Linked DNA regions of Mus musculus: region 2 is linked to region 1. Evidence: chromatin contacts called from public HiChIP or PLAC-seq data. All regions are on one chromosome and are shown on one strand. The core of a region is the stretch at or near the end of the contact, and the rest is flanking DNA. Distances in the headings are between cores, read along the strand shown. Region 1 holds the start of Vcan (versican). Region 2 has its middle 160 kb from the start of Atp6ap1l.

Evidence for each region. HiChIP or PLAC-seq counts read pairs in DNA pulled down with a chosen protein or histone mark.
Region 2: a contact with region 1 is called in an H3K27ac HiChIP or PLAC-seq map of cardiomyocytes, with 11 times the contacts expected there. The contact joins the enhancer-like site here to the promoter of Vcan in region 1. A contact is called at or near these places in 10 of 39 promoter capture datasets (the 3T3-L1 cell line, 3T3-L1-derived adipocytes, the C10 cell line and 6 more), 1 of 484 Hi-C or Micro-C datasets (uterus), 13 of 115 datasets of contacts at active chromatin or transcription factors (the NIH/3T3 cell line, astrocytes, cardiomyocytes and 10 more) and 3 of 9 other capture datasets (adipose tissue, embryonic stem cells and liver).

The regions. Positions count from the first base shown.
Region 1 is chr13:89,738,877-89,743,874 of GRCm38.p6, forward strand. Vcan (versican) reads right to left here and starts at 3,636. Exons shown (of 15, transcript NM_001081249.1): 1 at 3,197-3,636. It overlaps Gm4117 (a long non-coding RNA gene), which reads left to right. Exons shown (of 2, transcript XR_003950663.1): 1 at 1-714.
Region 2 is chr13:90,741,897-90,747,144 of GRCm38.p6, forward strand. No RefSeq gene overlaps it. Among named protein-coding and RNA genes, the nearest start is that of Atp6ap1l, 160 kb to the right of the region's middle. Within about 2 kb of position 3,390, at least 24 of the 459 cell types and tissues checked have an H3K27ac peak or open chromatin away from gene starts, as enhancers often do.

The DNA.
Region 1 (4,998 bases), core at 2,386-4,885:
AATTTACAGTGAAGACCTTAGTAGCAGGGTCCAGTCTAAATCATGAGACCAACCGCAGCGCTCTCCCCTCCCCCACCCAACCCCTAAACGCTGCAGCTGCCAACCCAGCTCTTTATCAGCCATTTGGTCAACTTGTGCTAGACACCTACCCCCTGCCCTTTCCTGCCCACTCTAATGATCCTGGTTGATACTCAATTACAGCAGAATTAATTTTGTCTCTGGCTAAATGTGGTCTTTAGGAATGTAAATGTATTTCAAAACGAATGCATGGAGCAATCGCAAATTTGTCTCATTTTCATGCCAAGATTTGACTTAGAATAAATCATCACTTTTCCTCCTTTTAAAGCAAAAACCCTGTACTTGCATATCACTTCCCCAAAAAAGCAAGAGAAAACAGTATTTTAACGGCTTTTAACTTGAGTCTTTGGTGCCATCTTAATAGAAGTTGGATCCGCTCCAGCTTCAGCTAGCCTTTGGAGCTCAGGAGACACGCCAGCCGAGGCCCCACCCGGGTTCAGCCCAGCCCCGCCCCAGTTGGCCGCAGCCGCTGGAGACCTAGGCTAAGCGACTCGCCCGAGCAGCTGTGCAGCTGTCTGGGAGCCCAGGAAGTCACACCCGTCTCGCGCACTGAGCTGAAGCTCCAGCCCACGTGGCGAATAGCGAACCCCCCGGCGCTGAAGGGAGTGCCTAGCCGGGCCCCTCCTCCAAACCAGGGTGAGTTTAGGGGCTGGGGAGGCTAGCCCCTCTCCGCTGTAGGCGGGGCCGGACCACCTCTGTTTCTGTAGCTGCTTCCCAGGCCAGCACCAGGCAAGGATGCGCTCGCTATCATTATCGTTTTCCGCATAACAGACACGAAAGTGAGAACAAAATTTCGAAACGAGTTCTTCCGGCTCCTGGCTATTGCATCCATCTGTTTCGTTTTCTTTTTTCTTTATCCGCCGACCCTCCATTGTCCCACTCTTTCCCAGTGGAAAAACTCTTTTCCTCTGCCTCTAGGCGCCCGCCTTCTTCCCAGTTTCCATGTGCAACGCCTGTCCTGATGTTGAGAAAGTTAAGTTTGGGATGAGGAGTGGGGGGAGGGGGGGTTCTTTTACAATAGCCTGGAACAGAGTCCTAGCATTGTGACCAAGGACCTTAGCGAAATTTGCCAAAGCAAGTGCCTTTATTACTTTTCTTAATGATGAGTAAATTGCACGTCAGGAAACTACAAACCTGACTCTGTCACCAGCGTTGTGAGTCCGCCCAGCTGCAGGCGCCTCCCAGAGCGCCGCGGGAAGCCACGCGGATGAAAGAAAAGGAGCCCGTGTTTTGGGGAAGACCAAATTCCCTTCTTTTTGTCTCCTCCAAACCCCAAAGACTCACTTTCCAGATTCTGAAGTGGAAAACTGACTATTAAAGGAGAACTGGGTCTTCTCTTTGAACCAAAGGATATGAAAGTGGTTTTCTGGCCCTATTTTCCGCTTGTGCTGAATTCTTCCATCAGGGGGAGCCCACGCCTACTACAAAACTCCCTATTCCTAGACATCTGGGTTCTGCTAGTCCGAAACACCCAACTGCAAGCAGATCTTAAGGAGCGCACCGCCTCCGCCCCCCCCCACCCCCCGCCCTTGCTCCTCCCTCTGGGCCTGCCTCCTTGGACAGAGACGGAAGGGACTTCACACTAGCCATTCATTTGTGAGCCGTGGGGGAGGGGACGCAAAAGCGCAGAGGAGGTAGAAAGGGGAAAGAGAAGACAGAGAAGATGGAGACTGAGAAAGAGACACAAAGATGAGGGAACACAGATAGCGAGTCTCCACTGTGGGTGTACTTGAGGCAGTATTGCCCTGCAGCCTCGGGGGAGATTTCTTTCCCTTTCCTCGGGATCCCGAGAACACGTAGGACATGCGGAGGCGAACGTAGTTGGATCCGAGAGCAAATAGTTTAGGCTATGACATTATTTTCTTACCACTATTTCTTCTGTCTAACCCCTCTGAGCAGTCCACGCCCATTGACACCGAGAACAAACCGAGACAACCGGGATGTCCCGGGTCTGCAGGCACTAGAGAAGTCTCTGCAATGCCCACGCCTACTCAGGGCAGTAGGACTTTCTCAGCCAGGGCGTCCCCGGGGAAACCCGGCACGCACTCTCCACAACCACTCCACCAGCCCGTAAAGTTGCTCAACTCAAGTGGAGAAATGGGAGCGGATGAAGATACAGAAGGGAACAGAGGACTGCTGTAATCCAGGCGAGAAGACTGCACCAATTGGTCCCCAACTCGAGTCTCCACGCCACCTTTGTCTGGAGAATCTATGGGTCCTGGTTTGCTAGTAAAGATTGGGGGACAAGCCTTCATTTCGTTTTCCAGAGCGAGGGGGGAGATACTGCACACCCCTCCAGTTCAGGGAAAGCTTTCCCGCCCAGGAGCCTCCCAGACCTCTACGGTGTTCCAACAACCCCACCCCCATCCAATGCGCCTTCCCGGCTGGCTCGGGAGCACCACGCGCAGGACAAAAGAACACAGGGGCAACGTGAGAGAGCTTTGACAGCCCTCAAGTCATCAAAGAAAAGCAGCCCCAGGACCCTACCCAACCCCTGCCAGATAGCCTCCCACATTGCCTGAGGGGTTGGGGGAAAGGGTCATGTCCGTGCAGGTCCTGGGCCGCTAAAGTATCCTGCTGCCTTGTCAGGAGCTGCCCAGAGGTGACTTTCCAGGAACCAAAGATACTGACCACACACACGGAGCCAGGAAACCAGGTGGTCTGCCCTAAGGTGGTTTCAGGGGCTTGCATTTGGGCAAGTTTGGGGACTCTCCATTCAAACTTTTGCCTCGACCACTTTAAAGAGAACAAAATCAAGGTGTGAGGAGTCCATTCCATTCCTCCAACTCAAGATAGCAGGACTTTTCTAGGATTTCGCTACAAAATCCCTTCCCCCTATTCGGTTTGTCCTTTTCCTCTACCCCACCCCGGACTTCTTTTGTCTAGCTCTTTTTCAGCACCAAGGTCTATCTGAATTCATCTCTTTAACAAGTTACCTTCATGTTTGAAAGTGCGCACATTTTTCTAACTTCGCCTTACAGCTAGTCCTCTTGGCTTTAATTAAAGCCCTCTTCCAATTACAATGTGAGTCTTTCCCCCTACTAAGCTGGACGGTTTTCTTTTCCCAACAAGTTTTCCCTCTTTCTTTTAAATGGGGGAACAAAAGAAAAGTGATTACCTTGAAAGGCGGCTTACTGCAGTTTTCGGGGTGGAAATTCACTGCTGAGCTGTGAGAAAGGGCTCCGCGTTGCCCCGGAAGATCACATAGGAAGCGCGGTGGCCTGGGGAAGGGTGCAGCGAGTGCGGGACAGAGCTGGAGAGGAGAGAGGATGCGCTGGTAGCGGCAGATCCTTGTCCCAGCGCTTGGCCACAGCACCTAATGCTCACAGCTGCTGCGCCCGCGCTCCTTGAGTTCTTCGCCCAGAAAGGCTCGGGGCAGCTCGCCTGCAAGTTCAAATGCGGGTTGTGACACCCACCGTCATTATATCACTGTACCGTCAGAGCCGAGGAGGAGACTCAGCGAGAAGGAGGAGGGAGAGGAGGAGGAGGGTTCATTCACAGGCTCCTGAAGAGCTCCGTAGCTCAGTCACTCCAAAGAGCCCAAGCTTGGAAACAGGCGGAGGGGCGGAAAGGAGCTCCCTCAGCCTGCGGTAGGGACCGCCTGCCTCCCTGGCCAGGCACTCCCACCTCTCAGCGTTTCTTCCTGATGAGAAGTACCAATCGGCTGGGGGTGGGGGGAATCCGTGCTCCTCATTCAACGACTCGGTACCACCTCGCTGTGCAGTCTCAAACAACTGCCTTCCCACCCATCCCCACCCCACCCCCTCTTCCCCGCCCTGGGCTGCTACTTCTGAATTAGGGGAAAGGAGTCCCCAGGCTCTGCTGCGGCCAGCAAGCACAGAGCAATTAAGTATGGTCAGTCCTTAGGAGCGGACGGGACTCTATAACATCAGCCAAGAACTTGCGTATAATGTGTTTAATGCGACCACGGAGCTTGCTCGTCCCATCAGAAGAGGTGTCAGGCTCAATGCTCCTGCCAACCTGAAAGAGATACTGAGAAAGTGAGATCCCAAGCCCCAGGGAGACGCAAAAGCTTTTCGTGACTGCTCTCCCTAGGGAACTGCCCAATGGGGAGCCCGCGGCATCAGGCCCTACACAAAGACCCTGGCAATAAAGGGTTGGACAGGAAATCCCCCCAAGCAATCCCTTGTCCCATTCAAAGAGAATCCTTTCTCTGACACAAATCCGCGTCTTTCCTTAAATGTATTTCGCTTCCTTCCTTCTTCCATACCTCTGTCTTTCACAGGATATCTTGCAGAATTTTCTGCCTAACTCAGATTTCTTTGACTTACCAGTCTTTCCATGTTGTCTGGAAATGGAATCTTTCACGTTCGCAATTTTTTTTTTCCCCTACTCAGGCTTATCCATCGATGTAAACAACATCAATATAGAGAAGCACACCCTTCACTGAATCACAAAAGACTCCATTAGGACCTTAAAGAGCAAAGGGTCAAACAGTTAATACAAAGGATTTCTGACCCTCACAAAAGGGCGACTTTGAATTTTCCGTTACGTTGAAGTCTAGTATGAGTTTCTAGAGAGAGGACAAAATAAGTTCGCAAGACATGTCGAAGTAACTCTCAGGGTACTGAAACAATTACAAACTTTTCCTCCTACACCAATATGGAAATATCCTTGTAATTATTGACTCTGAATGTTTTGCTTAGAGAATGACATCAAACACAGGGCTTCAGAAACGGTAGTGATTAACGCAGAGAGTTTGTCTTTACCCTGGATTTCTTTAATTAGATTGGCTGCCAACCACAGTTCTAAAGTTGTAACCTAGACCCTTCTGCATGTGGGCTCCTTTTCTAAGGTTTGTAGATTCAATATGATCATAGATCTTAAGTGATAAACATGTGGTAGGATTATCAGTACAATTTCATCCCCCGGTGTGTATTTCATGTGTCCTTTTACTTA
Region 2 (5,248 bases), core at 2,140-4,639, 1.0 Mb after region 1:
TCTCACCAGCCCTCTTTTTTTTCCATTACATTTTTTTCATATCTTTGATCATGTTTCCCTCCCACCACTCCTCCCAGGTTATTCCCAACTCCTTACCTACCCAACTTTCTCTTTCTTTTAAAAAAGCCCCAAATCAGTCACAAGAAACAAACAAAAAAACAAAACTAGAACAGTCAAAAGACCAAAAACTGTCATAACAAAAGAAAACAAACCAAAAAGCCCACATTAAATTTTTCTTAAAGTCACTGTGTGTATGTGTGTGTGTGGGGTGTGTGTGTGTGTGTGTGTGTGTGTATGTGTTGGCCAGCTACTTCTGGGCATGGGGTCTGCCCTCGAATGTGGTTGATATACCCAATGATGCTCCATTAGAGAAACATGGTTTTTAATTTTTCCAGGGAGTATTATCAGGTATCTTGTTGATTAAGTGTGGGACCCCACATTGACTTTTTCCACTCAGTGGGAAAAGCTGGGAGTCCCACCTGACTTAAATGTATGCAAGCTTGAGCATGCTGCTGCAGTCTCTGGGAGTTTGTATCTTTACCATTTTTATACATAAAAAGTTTATATACAAAGAACTCAACTTTCCCTGTCTTTCAACTAATTAATGTTTCTAATCTACATCTCCTGAAATCTCATTCTAATCCTAGAAGCTTCATTCCTAGAAGCATTTTGTCCCTTTCACAGAGGTAAGCAATAAATTCAGGCCATGGCTGAAGGAAGACCTTCCAGGAGGATCACAATCCATCTTTGGCACCAGCATATGAGATGAGTTGACACAATGCCAGGTGCATTTTGAGATTCCTAATGGTTCTTGTGGTTTAAACTAAGTTTATTGGCCTTACAAATCCACTATTGGAAACTTCCATCCTGCTTGGCCTGGCCCATGGTGGATATTTCACACTTTGCATCTTCTTGTACATTGGACTCAATTCTGCAAAGTGCTTAAAGGATATGGTGTTAGAAGGAGGGAGCCCTGCAGCCCCACCCACTCTGCCTGGGAATGGCGAGATTGGCACATTAACCAGAAACCCAAACTTTTGCAGGCCTGTGTGTTTTGCATATTTGAAACATCTAAAATATCTACCACAGACAGAATGATGATAACGGATTGTTGCTTCTAACTGGGAAAATCTCCCTGCAATGATTAGAATCAGATTAGAATTAGATTAAAATCAGCTGTTCAGTGATCAAGAAAGGAAATGTGCCTTCTTGGCTTCAGGCAAAGCCCATCCTCCCAGAGCAGTGATTGGCAGCTCTCCATCCCAGGAGAGCCTGGCTCTGGATGCATGGATAGTGCAGGTGCAGGTTGGAAATGGAGCCTGCACACAAGGGAATGGCTAGAAGAAATTAGCCATGCAAGAATCCCACTTTCCTCCCCAGCCTGAGTCACGTTCCTGTCAACAGAGCACCTGCCTCACCCCAGGCCAGATGCATGTGCTCCAAGTCAACATCTCACAGCACAAGAGCTTTGGGACTAGGATCTCGGTCTTGAGAAGGAAATCATTGCTGTTTTCATTGGATCGTTATTATGCTTTTCTTCTAGGTGATATCCCAGTTATCTAGCTGAAGTGTGTAGTTCCCACTGAGGAGGGAGAAACATGACAATGAGGAAAAGAATTTCATTTAAGAATTAGATAGCCAGAGAAATCAAACTGTATAACTAACTAACCACACACATACACACACACAAATGATAAATGTGTGTATATATATGTATATAAATATGTGTATACAAATATATGCATATATGTATATATGTGAGTATATGTATGTGTGCATATGCATATACATTACATATACACATATATGGGTTATATGGGTTTCATGTAGTCTAAAACTCTAAAACTCACTATGTATCCAAAAATGACCTTGAATGTCTGATCCTCCTACCACAACCTACAAAGCACTGGGATTCCATGAGTAGGCCACCATTCCCAGTTCATGCAGTGATTGGGACTAAACACAGTATTTCACGTGTGCATAGTAGGTACACTCTACTAACTGAGCCACATCCTCAGCCACTCCCTTCTATATAAAGTCCCTCAAAGACTTCATGAACTTTCAGTTTGGGAGGCCACATTCACTTCATATAACAATTTTTAGCACATAAGACATGAGTGTGTGTGTGTGTGTGTGTGTGTGTGTGTGTGTGTGTGTGTGTGTGTGTGTAGGCTTGTGAACTCCTAATTCAAGAACTATTCATTTATTTTGAAAATTTGTATTTGTCTGGTTCTTTATGTTTGTTTGTTCTTTGGGAACAAGATCTCACCATTCACAACTAGACAACCTAGAACTCACTATGTAGAAGAAGCTGGCCTTGAACTCATAGAGATCTATCTGCTTCTGCCTCTCAAGTGCTGAGATTCCAGGTAAGCATCACTATACCCAGCCCAAGGTTTGCTGTACTGTAGAGGCAGTAAGTTTTTTCATGATTTCATTTAGATTGTAAACCTATCAAATTCCTAGTTCCAACACTGTGTCCATGGTGGCAGATGAGTATAGAACCCTGATTGAAAGAAGACAAAAGTTAGTAAAACTAGGCCATGCCAACAGACATATTCAAGAGTAGGAGTAATAGAGAAAAATTAGATGGCCAGGACCACAATGCTCAACATTAATCTATGCCATCCAAGAAGAAGCTCTGAAGTAGACATTCTCTGTGTGTATGTGTGTGTCGCTCTCTTGTGTGAATGTGTGATCTGTCTTTGAGACAGGTCTCATTTTAGCCCAGGTCCCCAACCCCTAAATGCTGGAATTACATATGTGTTTAGCTGATTTATGCAGTGTTACAGATACAATCCAGGACCTGTGCATACCTAGCAAGCTCTGTCCTAAATGAACTACATCCCCACTCTTAAGCTGTATTAATAAGATATCAGAACTTGGGGGCTGGAGAGATGGGTCAGTGGTGAAGAGCACTGAGGTCCTGAGTTTGATTCCCAGCAATCACATGGTGACTCACAACCATCTGTAATGAGATCTGATGACCTCTTCTGGTGTGTCTAAAAATAGCTACAGTAAATAAATCATATATATATGAACTCATCTGTTACACTCCATCCCTACTTAATTCTCCTTTCTTTCCTCCTTCCATGAAGCTAGAGTAAAGAGAAGAGCCTGGCTTCCTTCACAGAAGCTAGCCTGAGACCTTCATTCAGGAGGACATTTCAAATCAAGAGGGTTGTGTTCTTATGGAGCCTTACCAGCCTGTGACTGTGAGGTTGCTTCCTTCTTATTCCCAAATCACTCTGACATAAGTTACTGTGATTCCAGTTCCTGGAATCCAGACCTAGACCTGCAGTTTCCAGGAATGTGCAGTCATTACTGCCCTGGCAAAGTTCCCCTCTTTCTCCACTGGAAACTCCTGCTGCTCAGACGTGCTGCTGACCTTTCCAACCACACCCTAATGTCAAGGTCTTCTGTGAGCACAGCTGTCCTCACAGGGCCTGCAGCCACTAGTCCAGTTCCTGATGGGAAGGGAAAATGCTGCCTTTTCTGTTAATCTCTCTGAAACATAGGCCAGATTTCCCAGACCCTAGAGACTATTTAATAGCTTGTTATAAGAAGTTACTGATAGTAAGAGCTAAAAGAAGTATATGACAGAGAAAGTCTTGCTGGAATCTGGTCCAGGGGATCAGAGGTCAAAATGGAACCTCAGAGGTCTTTACTGGGTATTTGTGTCTGGCTCCTGCCCTCTCCACATGACCAGTTTCCATACAGCAGCATAGGGTCCAACTCTTCACTGATCTTAGAAGGAAAATATTTCTTCTGCATACCCAGACTGTCTTATTTTTATCTAGGAATATCTCTTTCCTAAGGAGCTGGGCTTTGGGAGAAGCATTTTCTCAGGATTGTATCTAGTCATGCATCTAAGATAAAGCTAAGCCCATGACAGAAACTGAAGACATGTACACATTGAGAACATAGATCTCAGTTTAATCAAATTACAATAGCAGTAGCCTGAGACACTGTCAACACACTTCAGAGTCTTATATGAGCCAAAGAGGGGACCTTACGCTAGCTTCCATGGCAGGCAAAATATCAAACCTGTGTCACCTGTGCCTAAATCAGGCTCCTCCGTTTCCTGAAAGTGTTTGAGTATATATATATATATATATATGTGTGTGTGTGTGTGTGTGTGTGTGTGTGTGTGTGTAAATATTTCTCTGTCTCATAGATATTCAGAGAGAGAGAGGAGAGAGGAGAGAGAGAGAGAGAGAGAGAGAGAGAGAGAGAGAGAGAGAGAGAGAGAGAGAGACCACACATGCACATGTGTCCTTCCAAAACAAATTATAATTTCAAGGATAAGATAGCCTTATTTCAAGCTTATGGAAAAATACTTAATTTTACAGAAACAAACTTCTACCAGTTATTAAAGTATTTAAAATCTGAAATATTATTTGCTTTTGGATTGTGTAGAAAGATTTAAGGGTTTTGTTGCTTTTTTTTTTTTCCTTTTTCCAAAATCAGGGGGAAGATATCTGTCTAAGTATGAAGAGCTAACATTAAATAACTGCCCTGACCAATCAGAGGTCAAGCCTCTTTAGCAACTGACTCTAACAAGTTTCCATAATAAGTTCTGAGGTGGCTGTCCTCATCCTCTAAACACAAATACCTTATCAACTCTGCCCTGGAAACTATTCTTAGGAACTGGGCCACTTAACATAACTGTAGTGTAAGACTTGAGTAAAGACCTCTGTTTGTAATCAATTTTCTATGTCTTCTCTTAATGATAATTGCATTGTCCAAAGAACTAGATAAGGATGGAATCTAGACTGACCAAAGAAAGACTTCAGCTTAGAGGGGCAAAAGGAATCCACTTAAGCCCCATGTGGTGCTACTTAGGACTCCAGCACCACTAACCAGAGTGTTTTCCTGGCACAAAATTCTTGTTCAAGATATAGAAATTGCATCTGGTGTCATGTTTGTTGACTATCTCTCCTAGAAACATTAAAAGGTGACTGGTGTATGGGTTGGAGGTGTTGGGTCCTAACCATATGTCTTCCGTCACAGTTTCAACAAATAGATATATAGCACTAGCATGAACACGGAGAAAGTGGACATGCAAGAGTGAGTTCATCACAGAGGGGAGGAAAGGCATCTCAGTTGAAATCACTAACAATGTGCACCACTGAAATTCACAAACCACATGATCCCTTTGAAACCAGTAGCAAACAGAACACCTGGGCTGCCACCAATTCACCACTTAGTCCTTGGACTCTAAGGAAGCCTATGTTCCTCACTGTGT